4 separate regions of the Sus scrofa genome follow, and all the other regions are linked to region 1. The links are chromatin contacts, called in public Hi-C, HiChIP or PLAC-seq and promoter capture Hi-C maps. All regions are on one chromosome and are shown on one strand. Each heading gives the region's core, a stretch centred on a gene start, on an enhancer-like site or on the middle of the called end of the contact. The rest is flanking DNA. Distances are from core to core; before and after follow the strand shown. Region 1 holds the start of EGLN3 (egl nine homolog 3). Region 2 holds the start of SPTSSA (serine palmitoyltransferase small subunit A). Region 3 has its middle 190 kb from the start of SPTSSA. Region 4 has its middle 210 kb from the start of SPTSSA.

Region 1 (5,505 bases), core at 1,015-3,514:
AAAAAAAAAAAAAAAAAAAAAAAGCCTTTAACTTTCAAATACATTAGTGACCTCTTTCTGTCAATTAATTCTGATTTCCCTCAGAGCAAATTCTGTCCCTAGAATGCTGGGGGGAAAATTCCTAACACCTAAATTTAAAAGACATTTTTTTAAAAACTGCTAAGACACCACCTGCTCTTCTAGATGAAAGCTACAAGCACCTCAGCAACACGGAGGCTAGCTGCTCCCCTCCCCAACACCCCAAAGGTGCAGTCATTTAGTGCAAAGACAAAACTAATCAAGACAAATGGCTTTCTACTCCATCACCAAAACGATGGAACAAGAGTAAAGACACACTTCACCATCAATCTTCTACAGAATCCTGATAACTGAATTTTCCCCTAGTCAAAGTAAAGTTTAAGAAGCATCATTTTCTTCTAAGTTTTAATTTCTTTGCATCCTATCCATAACAATGCTTTCAGATATTCTATCCATGTCCTCCTCCTGGCTTGAAAGGTGTACAGCAATCTATTTCTCCTTGACTCCATGGAGAGTCAATCCAACCCCTCCATTTCTACACCTTTTCAGGCTTCACCTCAGCGTATGGGACAAATAAGACAAAAATGGTATGTTTTACCACAGGATAAATTTTAAATTGAGAAAAACTACACATCGTGTTATAGAATAGTACATAGGTGAATGTTCACCTTCCTTCTCTAGTATGTTTTGCCTCCCTGAGTTAAAGTAAAACTTTTCTACTTCCAAGTGCCCCTTGACCAGTCCACAATAAAAGAGGTACAGCTCACTCTCAGAACTGCCCTGGAAGTTCTGCCCCGGCTAGATTACCTTTTGCAGAAAAGACTGAGTAACTAGACTATCCCACCATAACACACACACACACCAACATCATGGTACTCCACGTTCCCGTATTTCTGCCAATCTACCTGTAAATGCTTCCAGGATAAATTACTACCCAGAGAGCAACTTGTGGCCATGTGAACAAAAACATGGTTTCTTTCCAGAGGTACTTGACTACCCTCTCTGGATCACTTAACTGGTTGTTCTGATGGATTTCCCCAGCAATTGATAGTTAGGAAAGGCAAGTGGTGGCCTGGGCTCAGCACCAGGAGAGCATTTTTACATCAAGTGGGTGATCTAATAGTGTCCCGGGGGCAACAAGCCAAAGGCAGCACTCAAAAGTGTAGATGAGCCTTACTCCTTCACAAGTCAAATTCTTCTCACATCTGCCAAATCCCGCAAACCAAATGCCACATCGTGAAATCACACTGTCTCTAGAATTATTTAAAAGTGCTTATGTCGGAATCTCCTCCACACAGGGAAGGCCTGAAGGGCAATATGAGGTGACTTGAAAGTAAACATTTAAGGTCAAGAGTTTCAGGTGTGCCTCGGATCATACATAATGTTTCTTATAACCTGTCCAAACATGGGAAGGGGGTTGGGGGACGAGGCAGGCTTCTTGCTTCTTGGTTAAAAAACTAAGGTTCGCTTGCTGCCCTGTGAAGGCAACAATCAGCGCACTCCGAACGTCCCCGGTCCCCGCGGGCTGCAGCAGCCGAGCGTCCGCGCACGTCCTACCTTGGACCTTTCCTTGACGTAGTATTTGCCCAGCCGGCTCCCGCAGTACAGGACCAGCCTGTCGAGGAGGGACAGGAGGAAGCTGATGGCCTCGCAGCCTTCCTCGTTGCCTCCGATCCACGTGATCTGGTCGCCCCGCAGGTGCCGCTTGGAAACGCCCGCGCGGGGCCCGGCCAGCTGGCCGTCCCGCAGGGCCCCGGTGCAGTGCAGCTGCTTGACGCGCTCCAGGACACAATCGCCCACCACCTCGCCCAAGAAGTTGTCCAGGTAGCAGAAGCCGACCTCGTGCAGACAGGGCACGATATACTCCAGGGCGATTTTCTCCAGATCCAGCCTCATGATGTGTCCTAGGGGCATCGTGCCCACAGAGCCGAGGTCAGGGACCCCCAGCGTGCACCCAGAGAGGGAGCGACCTGAGTGTATGCTCAGCCCAGGCGCGGGGAGCGTGGCCTGGGGTTCAGCTACCTGCGACGGCCAAGGTACCCGAGCCGCCGCGGCGCCAGGGAGAGGGGAAAGTTGTTCGTAACTCTGGGAAGGAGTGATCCTGTTCAGGGACCGGCGAGAGCTGTGTAGGGTTTCACGACTCAGCGCCAGTCTGGCCCAGTGAGCAGGCGGAGGGCCCCTTTTGGAAGCGCAGAGCCACCACTGGTGCGTCGGCGGCCCCAGGCGGGGAGGAGAGGCTGAGGTCCAGCCCCTGAGCCTGCCGACTCCTAGCGTCACGGACCCCGCCCAGGCTCCGCCTCGGGACCGCCTCCGGGACAGCCCTTCCTCCCCGCCCGCCACCCCGCCGGGTTTACCCCTGGCCCAAGAAACCCGGCCGGCGAGCCCGGCGCCCGCCTCGCTTGTTTGTGACCCGAAGAGGGCCTGGAGAACCAAAGGCATTTTTAGAATGCTATCGATTTGCATATTGTTTTACATAAATTCCCAAAACAAACTTGAAAAGCTGCTTTCCAACTCTTAAAATGTAAATGAAATTAACAGCATAGTCTAGGCTCACAGGCTTTTGATTAAAATAATAAATCCAGGAGCAAATATTTTAGCAACGATCTCGTGCTAGGTTTACCTGCTACCTTATTCCCCTTTCCTCTGCTGTTTTGACCCAGGTCGGCAGCTTCAAGCCATTGAGAGACAGGGAAGAATCCAATTTTAACTAAAATTAACAAGCAGCTCCCTGACCCCTGCTGTATTCAAGGTCTTATGCGCTCAACGAAGGAGGGTGTGAACAGTGAAGAAATACTGGGTCGTTATCTCCTGGAACCCTGAAAATACTGTATTTTGCTTTGCTGGATGTTTTCATCTACTTACCTACCTTTCAGGCTTCTTACTAAAATACGATGTTCTGAAAGTCAGCCTTCAAAATTATCCACATGCTCATGTAATAGCCAACATAATTATGTTCCCCCAAAGGATAATATTCTAGATTTTTCACCTGACTTTTCCCACAGAAAACCGCATTTATGTGGGAGAGAGGGCCACTACTGAGACGACTCCTTAGTTATCACAAAGGTAAGCCGATTTATGGACTTTTAAAATTCCCTTTTCTACTGAACACCAGAGGACAGAATCAGGAAAAAAAGAGTCGTAAATTGTGTGCAAAGCTATGTCTATGTTTTACGTTAGTTTGCACGTGGGTTCTTCATTTAAGTTGAACAAAAGAATGCACAGTTTTCACATTAAGTTGTTATGTAAGTTACATCACATAAGGTCTTATATAAAGTTGAACCAAAACAAAAAAAAGGTTGAGCTGTTTTTGTTTTCTCTTTTAGTTTAAATAAACTGAATAGGAGTTCCTGTTGTGGCTCAGAGGGTTCCGAACACTACATAATGTCCATGAGGATGTGGGTTTGAGCCCTGGCCTCACTCAGTGAGTTGGGGATCCTGCATTGCAGTGTAGATCTGGCATTGCTGTGGCTGTGGTGTAGGCCAGCAGCTGCAGCTGATTCAGCCCCTAGCCTGGGAACTGCCATATGCTGCAGGTGTAGCCATTAAAAAAAAAAAAAAGGAAAAATAGATAAATTAAAAGTATAGTTAATATTTGTTTAAGAAGTTAAAAAAAGAAGAATGTACGGGCGTTAGAGGTATTGTTTATTTTGAACTCAGTCCCCTACAGTTTCTGCACTTTTATCCACCGGGCCATGGCCCTCTCCTCTTTGCATCTGAGGGGAGAAATATGAAAGAAGAAATGGAATGAAGTCCAGGCCAAGAACAGAGAGCAGAACAAGAAAGGGATGCTGCTGCTGCTTCTACTGATGGAAAGAAGTGGACAGAGGCACATGGGCAAGGAAGAGCCTGAAGGATGTTCAGGAGAAGTCAAGGAGAAACTAGGTGAAACTCCTCGTTATACAGAGAGGAGGATCTCTGCCCAGATTGCAATAAGTTGGCACACTACTGATATGACCTTTCAGCTGGAGGTGCACCAACTAGGGTAATGGCTTGACTGGCAAGCCTCAAGGAACTGCTGTCTAAATTCCCACAGCACCTCCTAGATGACAGGAGCCCATCATCCTTGCACTCCTAGCACCCAGCACATAGTAGGTGCCTGTCCAATAGTTACTGGGAAACTGGCGTCTGACCTTGAGCCAGGGCACCCTCCTTTTGAGACTGGGGCATGTCTGGGCTTGTCTGAAGCCTGCAGGAAGGGTCCATTTGCATGAAGGATTGGGGCGCCTCCCAAAGAGAAATCACTGGGAGAGTGTCAGGCAGAGCAGCCTAGCCCAGACAAAACTTCAGGGGCCAGTGAAGGGGTAGTTAGGCATTCTGCAGGGTATCTGTCTCCTGGCTTTGCCTCCCTATCAGTCATGGTGGAGTCCTGGGAGCAGGAGGCCTGTAGTGAAAGCTGGAGGGCTGTTTTTGTGCTAAGCAGTGAAATGGAGATGCAATACCATAAGACAGAAGGCCCCTACCCCACTTTTGCTTGACCCTGCATGACCAGGATACTTTGGCCCATCCAGTGATCTCCTTCAGGGGCATTATGGGTAATGGGGGACCTGGAAATGTATGGTCTGAGGTGTGCTGAATGTGGGCCCTGGTAGGCAGTGGCTTATGTTTTTTGCAGCTTCAGGGTCTGTAGCAGACCTCAGAAGGAGATATGCCTAAATTGAAAAGGGGGGAATTGATAGATAATCCTTGGTAGCTGGCTAAAATTTTTCTACCTGAAGACTTTTTTCTTAGGGCCATACCCATGGCATATGAAAGTTCCCAGGCCAGGGGTCGAATTGGAGCTGCAGCTGCCAGCCTGTGCCTCAGCCACAGCAACACAGGATCCAAGTTGTGTCTGAGACCTACACCACAGCTCACAGCAATGCTGGATCCTTAACCCACTGAGCAAGGCCAGGGATCGAACCCGCATCCTCATGGATATTGGTCAGGTTTGAAACCCACTGAGCCACAGTGGGAACTCCTTACCCGATACTCCTGAGACTCCTAAGAACAATTAGGGAATTTACAGAGGACCAGAAATCCACAGTAGAAGGTGGAGGGGGTGGTGGTCAGTAAAACACAAAATTACATCCCTACCTCCCAGAATGAACATATTGACCCAGGACTTTAAATCCCAGGACTGGGTAAATTTGGCTCACTATTCAAATAATATTTCCATAACTTTATTATTTTTTAAAAAATTGGCCACACCTGCAGCATGTGAACTAGAACCCAAGCCATTGCAGAGACAATGCCATGTAGTTATGCTATCGGCCATAGGGAAGGTCCTCCATAATTTCAGAATAAAGCTCTAGCAGTACCCAGAGCAACAGTCTATGAGCAAGTTTTAGTGACTATCACCTTCAATCTGTTCAAGATTACTTTCGTTGCAAAGAATAGGCAGTGTAGACAGGTTTTCAATTCCCTTGCCACCGTCCCTGCTTGGCAAGGTCACCTATTAATCAATCAAGGGCCTCCCAATTAACCTGGGGCTGCCAGCCCTGCACTTGG
Region 2 (5,505 bases), core at 946-3,445, 500 kb after region 1:
ATTCGAGTCTGTCTGTGACCTACACCACAGCTCACGGCAACGCCGGATCCTTAACCCACTGAGCTCCTTAACCGGCTGAGCGAAGCCAGGGATCGAACCCACATGCTCATGAATCCTAGTCTCATTCCTTAACAGCTCAGCCACTACACTCCTATGCTTGCAAGTATTATAACAAAGTATTTTCAATTCTCCACTTCCCCTCAACAGCATGGTTACAATGTTACTCAGTGAGGCCCTCAGGGAGTGTCTCACTGGTTACAAAACCTGGTCTTTTCCTTTCCCAGGGATGGCTGCCAGCAGAGAAAGGGGACTTCTGAAACATGTTAAAAACTCCCCCTCCAGAGGCGAAAGTCAATAGGACCACGAGGTTGCGGGTTGGATCCCTGGCCTCGCTGTGTTAAGGATCCGCTGTTGCTATAACTGTGGTGTAGGTCACAGAGGCAGCTCCAATCCTGTGGCTCTGGCATAGGCCAGCAGCTGTAGCTCTGATTAGACCCTTAGCCTGGGAACCTCCATATGGCGTGGGTGTGGCCCTAAAGAGACAAAAAAGAAAAGAAAAGAAAAAGAGAGATGCTCTACATTTCAGTATACAGTTTACTATACATTTTACAAAGAGGTCCTCATTAGCTCCAACCTATAGAACTTAGAGTGAAACTGAACTGTAGTAACAAATAAATGGTGTAGAAAATTAGAGCATACTTTACCTTCAAACTTTAAATCCAAAACATGCATTCTGGTTCTTAAATTCCAGGTTTGTAAAGAAATGTCAACAATAATAAAACTAAGTTTGCTTGTAAGCAGCTAAGATACCTCAGAAGTGGTGAAACAAAAGACTCTGCTTTTAGTGCAATCTTATGCCTGTTTAATATAAATAAACACACTGATTAAGCCTTGGAATGAAATTACCTCAGTCATTCTACCACAATGCAATAATGCATTTGCAAAGTTGTTCAAAGTTGTTCTGAAGCTACTCCAAACTAAACCACATTGAAGAGGAGAGGCCCTATAGGAAGCAAGCATGCTACGTAAATTATGTTCCTCATTGGCCCCCAAGTTAAAAAAAAAAAAGTTACATCTAATTATTAGTGTTTATTCTAGAATAATATCAAAGGATCTCAACACAGACAAGTGGAGACACTTCGGGAAGCATTTCTTCACAACCTTGAGTTATTAACTGAGGTTATGAAAGTTAGATGCCTTAAGATAACAGGCAAACTGCTTAGCAGAGTTGCTTGGCTCACAGTAAACGCTCAATAGTCGGACAAGTAGTTATTGGCGATCTATTAAACGGTTTCAAACACTACCTACAACTAACCACAAATTCCTTTCGAGCTTGACTGCTAAGAACTGTGCAAATGGCAAATTAACGAGTAGAATGCACTTTTTAAACTAACCATCATGAAGACCAAATAGGTACAATTTAAAAAATTGCTTTCTAAAACTATATTGGGACGCCATGAACACAAATTCACAACCGGATTTAAAAGCTGATAAACTGGTTAGCATTTTCATTAGAACTAAAGCCAGGTAAATCAGGGACAGTTAAAGGTCAAAGCCGTCCGAGCCGGGAGCAATCTGCTCCACTTACACCTCCCACAAGAACAGGAGACTGAACCAAAGGATGCCACGGCTGAAGTGCAAGGGTAGGCACACCAGGCACACATCGCCGGAGGGGAATCTCCTCCACTAATAAAGACGCTTCTATTTCGGGTCAAGTGACTCATCCGCGACCTCGGATCTCAAGAGTTCCCGCCGCCTCCCCACCCCCCACCACCGCAGGAGCGTCACCCTCGGCGCCGAGACCTCGGCTCCGCGTGCCCGCCACGAAGAAACGAGTCGGTGCGCGGCTCCCGCGGGGCCGCCTCTCCGCCCTCCCGCCGCCCCCCTACCACCCAGCCCTCCAGGGCCTGGGCCCCGGGAGGATGCGGCCCCGGCTCCGCGCCCCCACCGGGCCCCGAGGCCCGGGCAGGATACTGAACACAGTCCGCTCCCACGGCTCCAGCATGTAGAGCGCCGTGACCAGCAGGTACTGGTAGTAGAACCAGGACATTTGCTTCCAGGCCCGCGCCAGCGCCATCCCGGACAAACCGCCACCCGCGTTGCAGCTGAACGTCAGTCTGTCCGGCCGGCCTCCCGTGCGCGCCCTAAACCCCCGGCCACCAGGCCCGCCCGCCCGCCACCCCGCGCCCATTGGCCCGCCCGGCCCGGCGCGTCACCCGTGGGCACGCCCAGCTCCGCGCGCGCTCGGACCGCCGGCCGCGAGCCCCGCCCTGCCGGCGCTCATTGGCCAGGCCTCGGCCTCGCGCCGTGTCCGCCCCCTCGGTGTTTCCGCCCTCCCCGGGCCGCGCCCACGCGAGCCGGAGAACTGTCCCCGCGAGAGCGCCCCGCCGGGCCCCGCCCGGCCCAGCCTCGAGCGGTAGTTGGTGGGCGGGGCGTTGTGCCCACTGGGGGCGGGCGCTGGCTCCCTTGTACGGTGGGTCCACCCAAGTCTTGCCCAGAAACAAGGGTCGAAGAAATATTTGTGAAATACCAGTGATGCCTTAGGCGTCCTACTGGGCTGGAGGATTACTAGTGTGAACAGGAACGTAATACGTTCCTTACCTCGTCGGGTACGGTTTACCATCTAGCGAGGGAGACAAGCGGTCAGCACACACATGCAATCAGAGCTGTGATCAGTGCAGAGAAGGAGAATAAGGTGCTCGGAGAGGATGCAGAGGTGAATAGAACCCGGTCAACGAAGTTAGGGAAGGCATCTGAGAAAAAGAGATGAACCCTTGACCCTCTTCCTCCCTCCCCATGCACACATGCACTCAGACACACAAAAACACCCACATAGACCGACATCTGTGCATTCCTGAACCTAAAGACAAAAGAGATTACCCTAAATACATCTATCTGTTCACTTCTTTTAGTGTTTCTAGGTGCTATGTAGGTCAAGGCCAGGAGAAAGACGCAGATCTTGTGGGTTCTGCAGGCGACAGGCCGCTTGCAGTCTGTCTGTAGGCAGGTACCTCCAGGAGATTTGCCCTTAAATGTTCAGGTTTTTCCACTGGCAAATGAGCCAGCAACAATGCACTCACCTTCAGGAATGAAGACGCACAGTTAGTGAGATAATTAAATGGCCTGTCATTGAAATGTTAAAAGTTTTCTAAATAGCCTTTTGCTTAAACTTTTAAAACTTTACTGGTTGATAACTATTTATGCATTTAGACTGCTGTCGAGCTAAACATAAGGGATAGAAAGACAGACAGACTGAGATCTGCCTTCATAAATTACCTGGTCTACCAGGGAAGAGAAGCAAGTTAACGGATTACAGTGAATTGTTGTAAAGGGTATTTTTATGTTATGTGTAGAATGCTATGATAGCCCAGAGAAAATGAAATTGGTATTGTAAAAGTCTTCTGGGTTTTTTTGTTTGCTTGCTTTCTGTTTTTGTCTTTTTAGGGCCACACCCACTACATGTGGAGGTTCCCAGGCTAGGGGTTAAATGGGAGGTGCAGCTGCTGGCCTGTGCCACAGCCACAGCAACGCCAGATCCAAGCCATGTCTGTGACCTACATAATAGCTCATGGCAATGCCAGACTCTTTAAACCACTGAGCAAGGCCAGGGATTGAACCCACATCCTCATGGATACTAGTCGGGTTCGTTACTTTTGAGCCATGACTGGAACTCCAGTATTCTAAAAGGCTTCTGGGAAGTGGTGCTTAAATTGAGTCCTGAAGGGAAAGAAATGGCAGAATGACTGGGGTTAAAAAGAAGGTGAGGAGTTCCTGTCATGGCTCAGCGGTTGGCAGACCTGACCAGCACCCATGAGGACGTGGATTCTATCCCTGGCCTCGCTCAGTGGGTTAAGGATCTGGTGTTGCCATGAGCTGTGGTGTAGGTCGAAGACACAGCTTAGATCCTGCATTGCTGTGGCTCTGGCTTGGGCCAGCTGCTACGGCTCCGATTGTACCCCTAGCCTGGGAATATCCATATACCAGGGGTGCAGCCCTAAAAAGCCAAAAAGACCAAAAAAAAAAAAAAAAGAAGAAGAAGATGAAGAAAGAAAGAAACTGAGATGGGTATTCCAAGCATGGGAGTATGGAACCCCTATATGAAGGCCTGGTGCTTTTAAGAGATGGAATAACTTCCACACGGCTGAAGCAAAAAGAATACATAAGTAGTAGTGAGAGATGGGGCTAGATAGTAAACGGGACTTTGTCCAAATGTTAAAAGAGCCAATGGCTTAGTAAGATTTGCTTTTTGGACAAGATGTGGAGGTAAGCAGTAACCTGGAGGGAAAGAGGATCCTGTTGGAGACCTTACAGAAGTAAACACTGTAAATGGGACATAAATAACACACACTCAGACTTCCTCATCCCTGAGAGATCCAAGTCCTCTTGGCCCTCCCACTTTTTTTCTTTTTTCTTTTTCTTTTTTTTTTTTTTAATGGCCACACCCATGGCACATGGAAGGTCCCAGGCTAGGGGTTGAATTGGAGCCATAGCTGCCAGCCACAGTCACAGCCACAGCAATGCCACATCTGAGCTGCATCTGCAACCTACAACTGCAGTTCATGGCAATGTCAGATCTTTAGATCTGGGAGTGAAACAGGGATCAAACATGCATCCTCACGGATACTAGTCAGGTTCTTAACACTGAGCCACAATGGGGAACTCCATTCCACTTCCAAGTCTTACTGTGTTAGGCTCCTTTCTGTCTCTGGTTATCCCTGAGCTATCTCTTTCCAGATCTATTCGAGCACTGGCAGGCTCTGTTCCTTTCTCTTCAAATACTTCAGTCCTTGGTGATGCTCGGTTAAGTTTACACAAGATTGGAAGCCTCATCCACGGCTATCCTTCCCTCACTGAGCAGGCTCCCGCTGTGTGTAGAGCCCCCAATCCACTGCATCTCTTCAGGAGAGCAGCCTTACCAAGCCAGTCTCCCTCTCTCAGCTTCCCCAGGATTCCAGTGAACTCAAATCTTTCCATCTCTCTAGACTTTTTTTGTTTGTTGTTCGTTTGTTTTCTGTTTTTTAAGGGTGATACCCACAGCATATGGAGGTTCCCAGGCTAAGGGTCTAATCAGAGCTACAACTGCTGGCCTACACCACAGCCACATCAATGCCAGATCTGAGCTGCATCTTCTACCTACACCACAGCTCAGGGCAATGCCGGATCCTTAACCCACTGAGTGAGGCCAGGAATCGAACCCGCAACCTCATGGTTCCTAGTCAGATTCATTTCCACTGCACCACAACGTGAACTCCCATCTTTATAGAGGTGATGACTGGCTAGAAATGATGAAAAGAGGATGGGATCCTGGATAATGACAATATTCACAAAGAATCCAGGAGAAGTTTGGCTGAAAAGATAGGAATTCTGTTGGGAAGAGGCTGAGTCTGAGGTACCTGAGGGACTTGTAAGTGTCCAGTTGGGCATATGGGTCTGAAACTCAGAAGAAAAGCCTAAACAGAACTAAAGGCAAGAATTTTTTTTTCCCCTCTTTTGGCAGCCCCACAG
Region 3 (5,505 bases), core at 2,121-4,620, 310 kb after region 1:
ACCCAACATAGTATCGCTTAGTATGTGGATTTGATCCCTGGCCTTCTTCAGTGGTTTAAGGATCTAGTGTCGCTGTGAGCTGCCGTGTGGGTCACAGATGCAGCTGGTATCTGGTGTTGCTGTGGCTGTGGCATAGGCTGGCAGCTGCAACTCCAATTTGACTCCTAGCCTGGGAACTTTCATATGCCAGTAGGTGTGGCCTTAAAAAAAAAAATCTATCTCCCACCAAAAAGATAAATGCTATGGCTTGAAAAATGAAAGCTGAGGACAGAGATAAGTGATCAAAGTCTCTTGTTCATATGTCCAACTTGTTTATATATCCAACTTTACAACTGTATTATAAAACCCAATTGCCAGTGACTTAATCAAAAGTTAATTTGGAAGAAAGCAATTTAGCCAAAAGCATTTTGGCTAAAGGCAGATTAATCACTGTGAAAGAATTTTGTTCTTACAAAAATTTTTTTGGAAATTATTGACACAGGTTACCAATATTTCTTTCAAATATTATTGACTTTGAAGCTACCCTCCATGGGTCTCTTTCTTGAGGATTATTGAAGAGGTCTTTTTTTTTTTAACTTCAAAAAAAAAAAGTTCATTTTTAATGAATCGTTCCTTCTCTATTCCATTTGCGGTAGTAAAAATTTGGAACAACTTTTTTTTTTCTCTTTTTTTTTTAAATGGCTGCACCCATGGCATTTGTTTGCAACCTACACCACAGCTAGAGCAATGCCAGATCCTTTAACCCACTTCATGGGGCTGGGGATCCTCCACTGTGACAGATCTGCTGCAGTTTGATTCTTAACCCACAGCACCATGGCGGGAACTCCTGGAACAACCTAACTTTCTAATGAGAGGAGATGAGTCTCACATCTGAGCTGCTGCTAAAATCCATGATCTCCATCCTGATCTAGCCAATCTTCACCATGCCATGTAGATGGCACTGGGTTTGGAAGTTCTTGAACCCGAAATCGCCCACATGGGAACAAGAGACACATATCTTTTTGTCCCAATTGCCTCCTTGGGCTGTGCCAGAGAACAGGTTTTCATGGAGCCCTTCCCCAGGGAAGAATAACTCGGAAGAAGAGAAGGGTTGATATTACTGTCCCCAGGAATGAAAGCAGAGGGCAGGGATCAAGGGGAAGTCCAGCTACTGTCTCAGTAAGGGAGTCAAAATCACATTAAATTTTTAAGATTCTCTAAATCTTATGGGTTTGTGATTTGTATTATTCCCAGTATATTAAGCAGCAGTATTAGGAGAAAAGGTTATTTCAAAAATAAACAGACAAGTTAAAAAGAGGAGCTGGTTGCTTATCTTCGGGGACCTAGAGGAATTCAAAGGAGCTGGGGACACCACATCCCTCTGGGGCACAGAACACAAGGGAGTCAGAATTGGTGATGCCAGCACCCAGGAGGAGAGGAAGCAGGTCATGTGCCTAGGACCAGAGGAACAGAGGAGAGAAAGACAAACCCATCTTGGCTGGCAGGAGTGTGTGGGGCTGGCTTTTTCACCTCCTCTGCCAGTTCCTTTACCTTCCCCTAAATGCTTGATTCTTAAATCCATATCCTCAGCCATGCCCTCTCTCCTAACTCCAGACCCACATACCAAACACAATCCCCACAGATGCCCCAGCTCAGCATATGCAAAATGAACTTATCACCCTCTCCACCTCCAACCATATCTCTCTCTTCTCCAGTATCTTTTTTTTCTTTATATGGCCACACCCATGGCATATGGAAGTTTCCAGGCTAGGGGTCAAAAAGGAGCTTCTGCCAGCCTATACCACAGCCACAGCAATGCCAGATGTAAGCTGCATCTGCCATCTACACCATAGCCCACAGCAACAACGGATCTTTAACCCACTAGCAAGGCCAGGGAGCAAACACGAGTCCTCATGGATACTAGTCAGATTTTTAACCGGCTGAGCCACAACAGGACTCCCTCTTCTCCAGTATCTTTGATCTCAGTGGAAGACATTACCAATCTCCCAAGCACCAAGGCTACCATCTCAAACTGCCCTTCTCTCCTCTATAAGCCATTAGCCATCAGGTCCAGCAGTTAGATACCCTGTGGCCCATTCTTTTGCTTCTCCCAGTCCCTGTCCTACTTCAAGTCTTAAAATTTCCTGTAATACCACTGCAGTTGCCCCCTAACTGCAATAGTTCTACCTCCAAACTGCATCAGGTCTGATTTTTACAGTGAATCCTTGTGATTCCGTGAATTTATTTCCATACTGAATTGCATTCAGCCCATCTTTATTTCCACTGATGGTGAGAAGAGTCGAACTCCTCAATTTAAAGACATAATCTCAGACCTAAAGCTCTTTCACATTTCCCCCTTTTTTTCCCTAGGATCACTTTCCAAAACCAACTCTCCACATCAAAGCCCTGCCTTCTGGGGGAGCACAGGCTAAGACACCTTCCAGTCCTATGGTCTAAAGAGCTTCAAAGCTACCTTTCCCCTCCTCTGCATCTACTGGGCTGTGTGTGACCTAGTCTCTACCCACCATCACACAGACTTCAATGGCCTAGGTGGGACACAAGGTGGGTGGTGGAGACACAAGGAAACGGACCGGCATGGCTGCTCTGTTCTGTGGCAGCTCTGGCTGAGGTTCCAGTGTTCCCTCCCCTGCTCACAGGTGCCAAGCAGTGGACAGAGGCTCCAGCGGGAGCTTCACAAGATCCATCACCTGTGTGGTTGGCAGTTCTCCAGGCTACACTGCTCCTGGCTGGATACTTTCCAACCTTGGTTCTCTGGTCTTCCTGAAATTCCAGAAACCACTACTCTAACAAGTCCCTTTCTAATAAAATTGGCCTCTATGGTTCTTTTTTCTGAAATTAGGAATCCAGATCCAATGCAGTTATCAAAAGTCTTATTCATTGACAGAGATTTTTTTTTTCTCTAAGCAAGAAGCTGCCCCTTTACACTGAGGGTTGAGCAAAAATATCATGTATCTAGACATTTTTACACTAGGAGATTTTTTTAATAGCTCTTATATTTCCACCTATGAGGATTCATTTAGACAGCTTGAATCCATGCCTTGTTATTAATCATAAAGGCAAGAGTTTTACAAACCTTGGATGCACAAAGTCCTGTTAATACTTAATGTATTTCATGTATTTTAATAATAACAGCTACATTTTTAGTGCCTATTATGCCCCAGTGACTGACATATTCTCAGTATGATATCTGATTAATCCTTACAACCATAAACACTGAAGTTCAAATCACACAAATTGTTAATAGATTCAGTGCTTTAACTCAGATCTTTCTGACCCAAAGCCCATGCTCTCACCCCGGTGCTATGTTCCTCCCTGACCAAAGGCCTTGCTATAATCTGAGCCACAACTTGTGACCAGGGCTCTGCCCTCTGGTTCACACTATGCTATTGGCTGAGCTCCCAGGGGAAGTGCTGGGCTCAGGGAACACATGCCCTAAGTCCTCAGAGACAGGCTCATGGTCTGCCAAGTTCAAGTAAATCAGCTTCCCTTCAGCTCACAGTTGCTGTATTAGTCAGACTTAGTTCTGCTGTGAGTAAAAGAATAATCCGATATAACTAGAGCTCAAATTAGTTTCTCCCTCTGACTTTCAAAAAGTAAGAGGGGTTGATTAGCCCAGGGCTAGAATAGGGCTCCACACTCAGGAACCCGGGTTTCTCCTCTCTTGCTGCTCCTATTCCTAAGGTCTCTTCATGACCCACAATGGCTGCTGGAGTTAAACTACACTTCTGGACTCTGCCAGCAAAAAGAAAAGCATGCAGTCCCTTTCCTATAAGGACGGCCCCTGTTAAGTCGCACTCACCACTTCCTCTAACAACCGCCAGCTGGAACTCAGCTACTACAGGTTCCATGGCTAGAAGGAAAGCTGGGAAGTGTGATCTTCGGGGCACTGGGAGGAGGGAACTGGGGCCAATCCCTGTGCCAAGGCATAAATCTTGGTTTCTACAATTGCGGAAGAAGGATCAGATGAATGGGTCTCAAGGGACAGCTGCCAACTCTGTGACCAGAGCCTTTGATATAAATGGTCCATTTTGGAGTCTTAATTTTTGCATTTATTTCATGGCAGAAACAGGAAACACCAATTCCTTTCTGAAAAGGAGAAAAAGGGTCAAGACCTGAAGAAGTGGGGATAATGAAGGCTTATTAATATTAAGTCAAATGATAGAAATCCAGCAACTTGTCTGTCACCAACTCAGCTTTCCCAACTACCTATTCATTATATTTTCAGCTTTTCAGGAAATCCTCTTTTTTAACATAACTCCAGCCTTTGTGCAGAACTTGCAGGGCAGATCCCTGTCAAATCTCAGATGTAGCCTCTCTGCTGAGAGCACAGGACAAGTGGGGTGGTTATCTGAGCCACAACAATGACCCAAGCCACAGCAGTGACAAGATCCTTAGTCTACTAGGCCACCAGGGAACTCTTAGAAAGTTTTTTTAAAACCCTAGAATATTTTGTCTTACCATTTTAGGGATTTTTTTCTTTAATACAAAAATAATGCATACTTATATTTATCACTTCCAAGGGGATAAAAAAATGTAAAGATAATCCATAATTGCATATATCAGAAATAACCACTGTTAATAAATTGGCATATATCTTTTTTTCATGTATAAATGTGCAAAGATGAAATGATTTCAGACATACTGTTTTATAACTCTCCAAAAATTATGTAGCCACTTCTCCCCCAGCAAAAGACACCAGTATAGTAACCCAATTAATGTAATAGTTAAGCCTCAGAAAGATATTGAAGAAAGGCTAGTGGGAGGCAAAGGGTGAACCCTTGGGCTCCCGAGACAGATCAAGGCTTCATCCTACAATCAGAGTTCTGTACTGTTGTCCATGGAACATGCTGGAAACAACAATTCAGGCCTTCTGAGCCCCCATTTCCTTGTCCACAACATCAGGATAATGATGCTCATATCTCACAAACACCCCAACAAATGAGGTCAACTCTTCTATGAGCTTTGAGTTTTAGGAACAGTGTCTTAGTATTTGAATACGTTGTTGCCTGCTGGTTAAATGGTATTGCTATTATTATGTTACCCGGCTTTGAATTTTAAACTCTCCTTTTTAGAATATTTCTGCTTTCCCCTCACACGCCAATCACTCCTGGACTCTGCTGTTGCTGGTTAAAAGTTTATCAGTTCTAACTTACTTGAACAAACATTCTTATATTTTTTCCATGGAATTTTTTTTTTTTTTTTTTGGTAAATTTGCATGTGGGCAGTATGGTACTTGGAGACAGGAGTTGGTTTTACATTGTTTTGGTATTTCCTGCACCAACTCTCTGCTCCCTGCTAGGCCCATATCACAGGGATGTTTGCAATGCCCAAGACAACGGTGGCTCTTCCATGTTGGGGAGTCACCGCTGTCCCACAAAGCTTCCCTCTTAGAGGCATGAGAGGGTCAGGCACCAAGACTCTAGTGGGAAGTTGTCCAGATGTGACCTGCCAATGCTGGGAAGTGAATTACGCTGTTAGGATAGATTTGCTAAAGCCAGGAGGCCC
Region 4 (5,505 bases), core at 1,409-3,908, 290 kb after region 1:
TCCTGTGTTTATCTTCTGCTGGAGCTGGGCTTGCTAGACATAAACCATTCCTCACCAGCAACAAGTAGAGGTTTATTTTTGTCATTCATAAAATAAACCAGGGCCCAGCCTAGGGAAACGACTCTTGGGGGCCGCCCGGTCTTAGAAGTGCTGTGGAAGTTACAAATGGCTCTGTGGCCCAGGCCATAAACAGTCTTCAGGAAGGCTGGTGCTGAGCTGTTGATATTAAGAATCACCTCATTAATTATGTTTGTAAACAATGCAGCTGTCTGTGCTTGCAAGCTGGCTTCCTCAGCATAATAATATTTGTAACAATAATAACCATCATTTCAAGTCTAGCAATAAATAGTCAATCCAAGAACCTCAAGTGAAATCCCATCTGGGAACTGCCACCTGGTCATTCAAAAAACTTCCTCAGAAGGTAGGGAGACCGTTGTCTGTTTTCCACTCAGAAGGCACTCATCACGACCAGTGGCTCCACTGGCATACTTCCATCTCAGGTCTTTTAAAGGAACAGGTGAATAGCCAGTGCAAGAAGAGTAACAAAACCATGAGAGAAGCCAGGGGCCAAAAGAAGGAGAAGAACGGTCCAGAAAAGCACATCATGTGATGGGGAGGATGGGGAAGGGGCACTTCCTCCCTCGGGTGAAGGATCAGTGAAGTCAGGATGGTAGGTCTGAGTACCAGTTAACCAGTCACACCTCTTCAGCACTCATTCAGTTATACTTTTATTCTACAAATATGTATTGAATACCTACAGCGTGCCAGGTGTGTGCCCAATGCAGGCCAATATCCATTTTAGATGCCTGTTGGTGATACAACTAAGTAATTACAAGTAATTACAAGGCTAAGTGATTACATAATCCAAGTGGCCTGGTATTTATTTTCTTTAAAGTCATATTTTTGGAGCACATATTTCTAAAGTTAGCCCAGCAGTTATAAGCCCTTAAAATTGTTTTAAAAGATTAAAAAAAGAGGAAAATATGTTTTCTGCATCACCTAGGTAAGCTGGAATTACTAGACCTCTTTCCGCACCAGAGGACACCACCTTCATAGCTCATTTCTGCCTCCTCTGCATGTAAATTCTGATTCCAAACTTCACCGGCAAGAGATGAATGTGGTATCCAATTCCAAAGCATTACCTGTTTTCCCTGTCTCTGTCCCTCTCTTTCCTCTCTCTACTCTGTGTATATATTAATTTTATAGATCTTTTTATTGTCTGAACTACACTGGTTGCGTGAGAAGCAGAACAATAGGCCAAGAAGTTCCATTTCACACATGCCATCCTTATAATTCAAATAGGACAATAAAAAGAGAGAGAGAGAAAGATCTATAAACTGGCGATAAATCAGTGTCCTAAACCAAATTAACCATCGAAATAGATTATCATAAAAATAACGCCATGAAAAATATTCTTCACCTTCCTGGTTCAGCTGTCTGTGATGGAGAGAGGGAAGGCAGGCGTGTGTCCGTGAGTAGGTGGACATGAGACGCACACATTCAGAGATGCACACATAGACCCCCTCCATACACATATGCGTACACACACACACACACACACACACACACACGCACGAGGAGGCCCAGGGACCACATAGTTTATATACACTGCTCGCTTCTCCAGGAACAAGAGAGGACTAAGAAACCCCAGGATTGATCATTAGTATTTCCCAGATTCGAAAGCTCAGCTTTTACTCAACATGGTAAATGATGATACTGTGTGCTATTGTGTTAGAACCTGAGGACACAAAATAAGCTAAAGGGGTACTTGTCCTCATAAAACCTCCAGGCAGGGTGGCATAGAGAGCCATTAACCAAGTAACTACACAAATACAGTTTTTGAAACTAAAAATCTTGCTATGAAGAATCCACTGAGAAGAGGCACTACGGCTCTGAGAGCACAGACCAGGACAACCAAACCCCATGTGAGGTCAGGAATAAACAGACCTTCGAGCTGAAAAAAACCAGTAGGGTCTGGAAAGATATAATAGGCCACCAGGAAGCAACATCCTACATCTTTCTCTAATAGGAGAAGGCTGAGAAGGAAAGGATGAGAAAATGCAACTGGGGCTCCAGGCAAAGAGATGAAGGAGGTGGTTCCCATCAGAGGAACCACATCAACAGAGATTCTGAGGACAGAGGAGAGATGGCACAACCAGAACAGGAAGAAGGTCACCAAAAGGCAGAGAGCCGGGGTAGAGTGATGCACAAGAAGACACAGGAGGTGGGCAGAAGCTGGCTAGTCCAGAGTATTAGTGGGTGGAGGAAGGGAGGGAGCTAGAAGGGGGTGCTGGGTTTTCTTTTGCCAAAGCTCATGTTTCCCTTGGACCAGAGGCAGCCCTGAGGGAAGCAAGTGACTGGGAAGGGAGGGACCAGTTGCCCCACCAGTCCTCCATAGAGTCTAGGTGGGAGATCGGATCCGAGTCTAACACTAATTAGCTGTGTGACCTTGGATAATTTGCTTCACCCCTTTAAGCCTCAAATTCCCCACCTGTAAAATGGCAATAATAATGGTTTTAGTGGGGATTAAATGAGATCAGGCCTGCGGAGCACCCAGCCCACCATAAGCCTTCAATAAATGTTAGCCATTGGTGGTGCTGGAGAAGGAGAGAAATAGACAGATTAGAGAGATATAAATAGTCCACCAGCCAGCAATCACCCAACATAACTCATCACGAGGACAAGTGAGACACGTCTTCTCTCTGGGAGAAAGATTGAGCAGGGGTGAGTGAGGGAAAACTGAATGGCCCATTCTGGGAAGGGTCTTAAATGTGAAACAATTCTTATTCCTTATGATAAGCACCACCAGTAACAGTTAAGCTGCAAAAGGTATCTTTAGACAATTACTAAAAAATGCTGAAGTAATATCTTAGATGACAGCCACAAAAAAAAAAAAAAAAAAAAAAAAAAAAAAAAAAAAAGACAGAAAGGCAAAGAACTCACCCAGGGTCATGGACTATTCTTGACAAAAGCCAGGGGCTCAACCCAGGTTGCACTCCAAGTTTACACCTTTTCCAGGAGGGGCCACAGCCTCCTGAGAAGTCCAAAGCCAGCTACCTCCTTCTAGAAGCTTTCGGTATAGTCAGAAAAACAAACAGCAAACCACAAGAAACAGGTGCAAACGCAAATTCAGCTCTGTAGCTTACACTGAGAATTATGGTGACAATATACATCATTTTGGTGTTTCCATAAGCGGTGTCGACCTAATAGAGCTAAAAATAGTTCTAGCCTTGGGATCTAATAATAACATCACTGGAAGGGCCCTATCACAAAGCATACAGTTAATAACAAAGCAAAATAAAAGAAAACAACATTATTTACCCATTGCCAAAGGCAATTGCTATTTACTTATTAAAACAAGTTGGCTGATAGACTATTTACACATCCAAAACTCTTAATGCAGTAAGAAAAGAAATTATCCTCCATATTAACCACAGACTTGAAGGCTGACTTTTTTAATTAAATCAAACAGAAGCTTTAGGGAGAAGCTACTTGTGGGAAGCTTAAGGTAACTGATCCTGAAATGAAGCACTTGTTCAAAATCCGGACACAGAATTTTTGATGTACCCCCTGCAAAAAAAAAAAAAAAACCTCACTCACAAAACCCAGAACTGGCTTCTCCCAGCTGATCCTTGAGGGTGTCCCCTTTAAACTCGCCAGCCTCTTCCAGTAGAAGATAAAATCATGCAGGGGTATGGATTAGCTATCATGTCATTATAGCAGGCACAGCCGTCTGTTACAGGTAAATTGCTAGGCAATGTAATAACAATGCAGTTTATTTACTGTGCAGGGTGCTTATCTACAGAAATGTTCCCGACAAACAAAGAAAGGCACAGCTAAATGCCTTTTCCTTAGAATTACAGACTGATGCTATGCCAGCACCTTCAGAGAATAAAAACGCTAAATAATCCCTGTATCAACAGAGTCCCTAAAAACCTAAAGCATTTCCTAACAGAGAAAGCAGAAAAAGGAAACTGGCAGGTGGGATTCCACCAGGTCTTTCCCAGGCTCCCATTACTAGTGATGCCAAGGGGAAGAGAGGCGAGGGGGACCCAAAGACAGGTGAGGCTGAGTCCAGACTCGGCACACCTTGTTTTTAAAGGATGATGATGATGGGGGGGGGGCACAGTCTTTAAGGCAATAGCCTACTGTGGCCCCTTTGTCTGGCAGAGCAAGAAAGCTCCCTTTTTCTCCTTAAAAAAATGAGGATGATGACGATAGTGATGATGACAACGATGATGAGTTAGACTAGCACTCATCCATGCCTCTCATCTATCATTTTTCAACATGATCATTTTTCAACACGATCTCTTCTCATCCTCAAAACAACCCTATAAGGGGAGTCCTACTATTTCCCCCATTTAACAGTTAAAGAGATTTAAGGTAAGGAATGTGTCCGCTAAGCTGTGACCTTGGGATTCCAAACCAGGCTGCTTCCCTCTAAACCCTGAGCTCTTAACCTTCTACTAGATGGTTCTCAAGAACCTGAGGGATTTGCCTGAGGTTGAACTGAGCACAGAACTGAGTCCTCCAGGGGAGACTCCCGCCCTCCCCTGCCACTGGCTCCCATCTTACACACCCAACTCACCCAGGGATGCATCTTTGGCATCATGCTTTGTGCTTCAGGCCCTACAAATGAAGGCCCTACTTCATGAAGGTACTACGAAAGGCACCATTTCCCTGAAAAGCTAGTAAATGTCTCTTAAACACATAGCCTTGCCTGCATAGAATAAGTGAACTGACCAAGGAAGGAATAAAGAATCCACTTAAGGCGTTCAGGATGTGGTCTAGAGAAACATGACTGGAATGTGATGGCTCTAAAGAAAGCTATAACTTAATCAATGGGATTAACATATCTGAAGAAAGAATGTATCCACAAAAGGAAGGCAGTTTGCTCAGAGTTCAGAAAAATGGAGCACTATTGAATTTGGCAGTGTTTATCCAATTGTACCCGAGGGAGGGAGTGTATATGGCAGTCTCTAGAAAGATGTACCAGTGGAGTTCCTAATATTGTGACTAGGATCCATGAGGACTCAGGTTCGATTCCTGGCCCCACTGCAGCCAGCAGCTGCAGCTCCAACTTGACTCCCAGCCTGGGAACTTCCATATGTCACACCATGACCCTTAAAAAAATGAAAAAAAAAAGGTGTACCAGGACTGTTTAGTTCACTTCGGCAGACTTTGTGTGCCTACTATGTGCCTTGGTGTATGGCAGGCACTGTGATTAAACACACATGCACACACTGTTCCTAACATGGAGGAACCGGAAATTACAATGGCAGAGACGGATATACAGACACCTCTTGAATGCCAAGTGCTACAGCAATGACATATGAACAGACCATGGAGCACAGAAGAGATAAACTTAGGCCCTGGTCTAGGAAAAACTTCCTGAAGTGACCCTTGATTTGTGTTTCAGTGCATAAGCAAGTGCTATCTAAGCTATAAAAGATACTCAAAACTTTCAGGCAGAAGGGCCAGAAGTTGTCTACATCACAGCAGGTT

Evidence for each region. Promoter capture Hi-C pulls out the DNA fragments that hold promoters and counts their contacts. A called contact is a pair of places that touch in the nucleus more often than the background predicts. HiChIP or PLAC-seq counts read pairs in DNA pulled down with a chosen protein or histone mark.
Region 2: a contact with region 1 is called in a Hi-C map of liver, with 4 times the contacts expected there. The contact joins the promoter of SPTSSA here to the promoter of EGLN3 in region 1. A contact is called at or near these places in 5 of 47 Hi-C or Micro-C datasets (embryonic fibroblasts, heart right ventricle, liver and 1 more).
Region 3: a promoter capture Hi-C map of liver shows a contact between it and region 1, with 7 times the contacts expected there. The contact joins the enhancer-like site here to the promoter of EGLN3 in region 1. A contact is called at or near these places in 3 of 5 promoter capture datasets (fetal liver, fetal skeletal muscle and liver), 5 of 47 Hi-C or Micro-C datasets (brain, liver, retroperitoneal adipose tissue and 2 more) and 2 of 2 datasets of contacts at active chromatin or transcription factors (alveolar macrophages and skeletal muscle).
Region 4: an H3K27ac HiChIP or PLAC-seq map of skeletal muscle shows a contact between it and region 1, with 9 times the contacts expected there. The contact joins the enhancer-like site here to the promoter of EGLN3 in region 1. A contact is called at or near these places in 3 of 5 promoter capture datasets (fetal liver, fetal skeletal muscle and liver), 23 of 47 Hi-C or Micro-C datasets (alveolar macrophages, blood, brain and 15 more) and 2 of 2 datasets of contacts at active chromatin or transcription factors (alveolar macrophages and skeletal muscle).

What each region holds. Positions count from the first base shown.
Region 1 is chr7:65,802,272-65,807,776 of Sscrofa11.1, reverse strand. It overlaps EGLN3 (egl nine homolog 3), which reads right to left and starts at 2,264. Exons shown (of 5, transcript XM_001928507.6): 1 at 1,576-2,264. The coding sequence starts at 1,932.
Region 2 is chr7:65,299,577-65,305,081 of Sscrofa11.1, reverse strand. It overlaps SPTSSA (serine palmitoyltransferase small subunit A), which reads right to left and starts at 2,195. Exons shown (of 2, transcript XM_001926473.3): 1 at 1,975-2,195. The coding sequence starts at 2,191.
Region 3 is chr7:65,489,191-65,494,695 of Sscrofa11.1, reverse strand. No RefSeq gene overlaps it. Among named protein-coding and RNA genes, the nearest start is that of SPTSSA, 190 kb to the right of the region's middle. Within about 2 kb of position 3,370, at least 22 of the 83 cell types and tissues checked have an H3K27ac peak or open chromatin away from gene starts, as enhancers often do. A contact at or near this core is called in fetal skeletal muscle, liver and skeletal muscle, where this site is marked.
Region 4 is chr7:65,514,679-65,520,183 of Sscrofa11.1, reverse strand. No RefSeq gene overlaps it. Among named protein-coding and RNA genes, the nearest start is that of SPTSSA, 210 kb to the right of the region's middle. Within about 2 kb of position 2,658, at least 3 of the 83 cell types and tissues checked have an H3K27ac peak or open chromatin away from gene starts, as enhancers often do. A contact at or near this core is called in skeletal muscle, where this site is marked.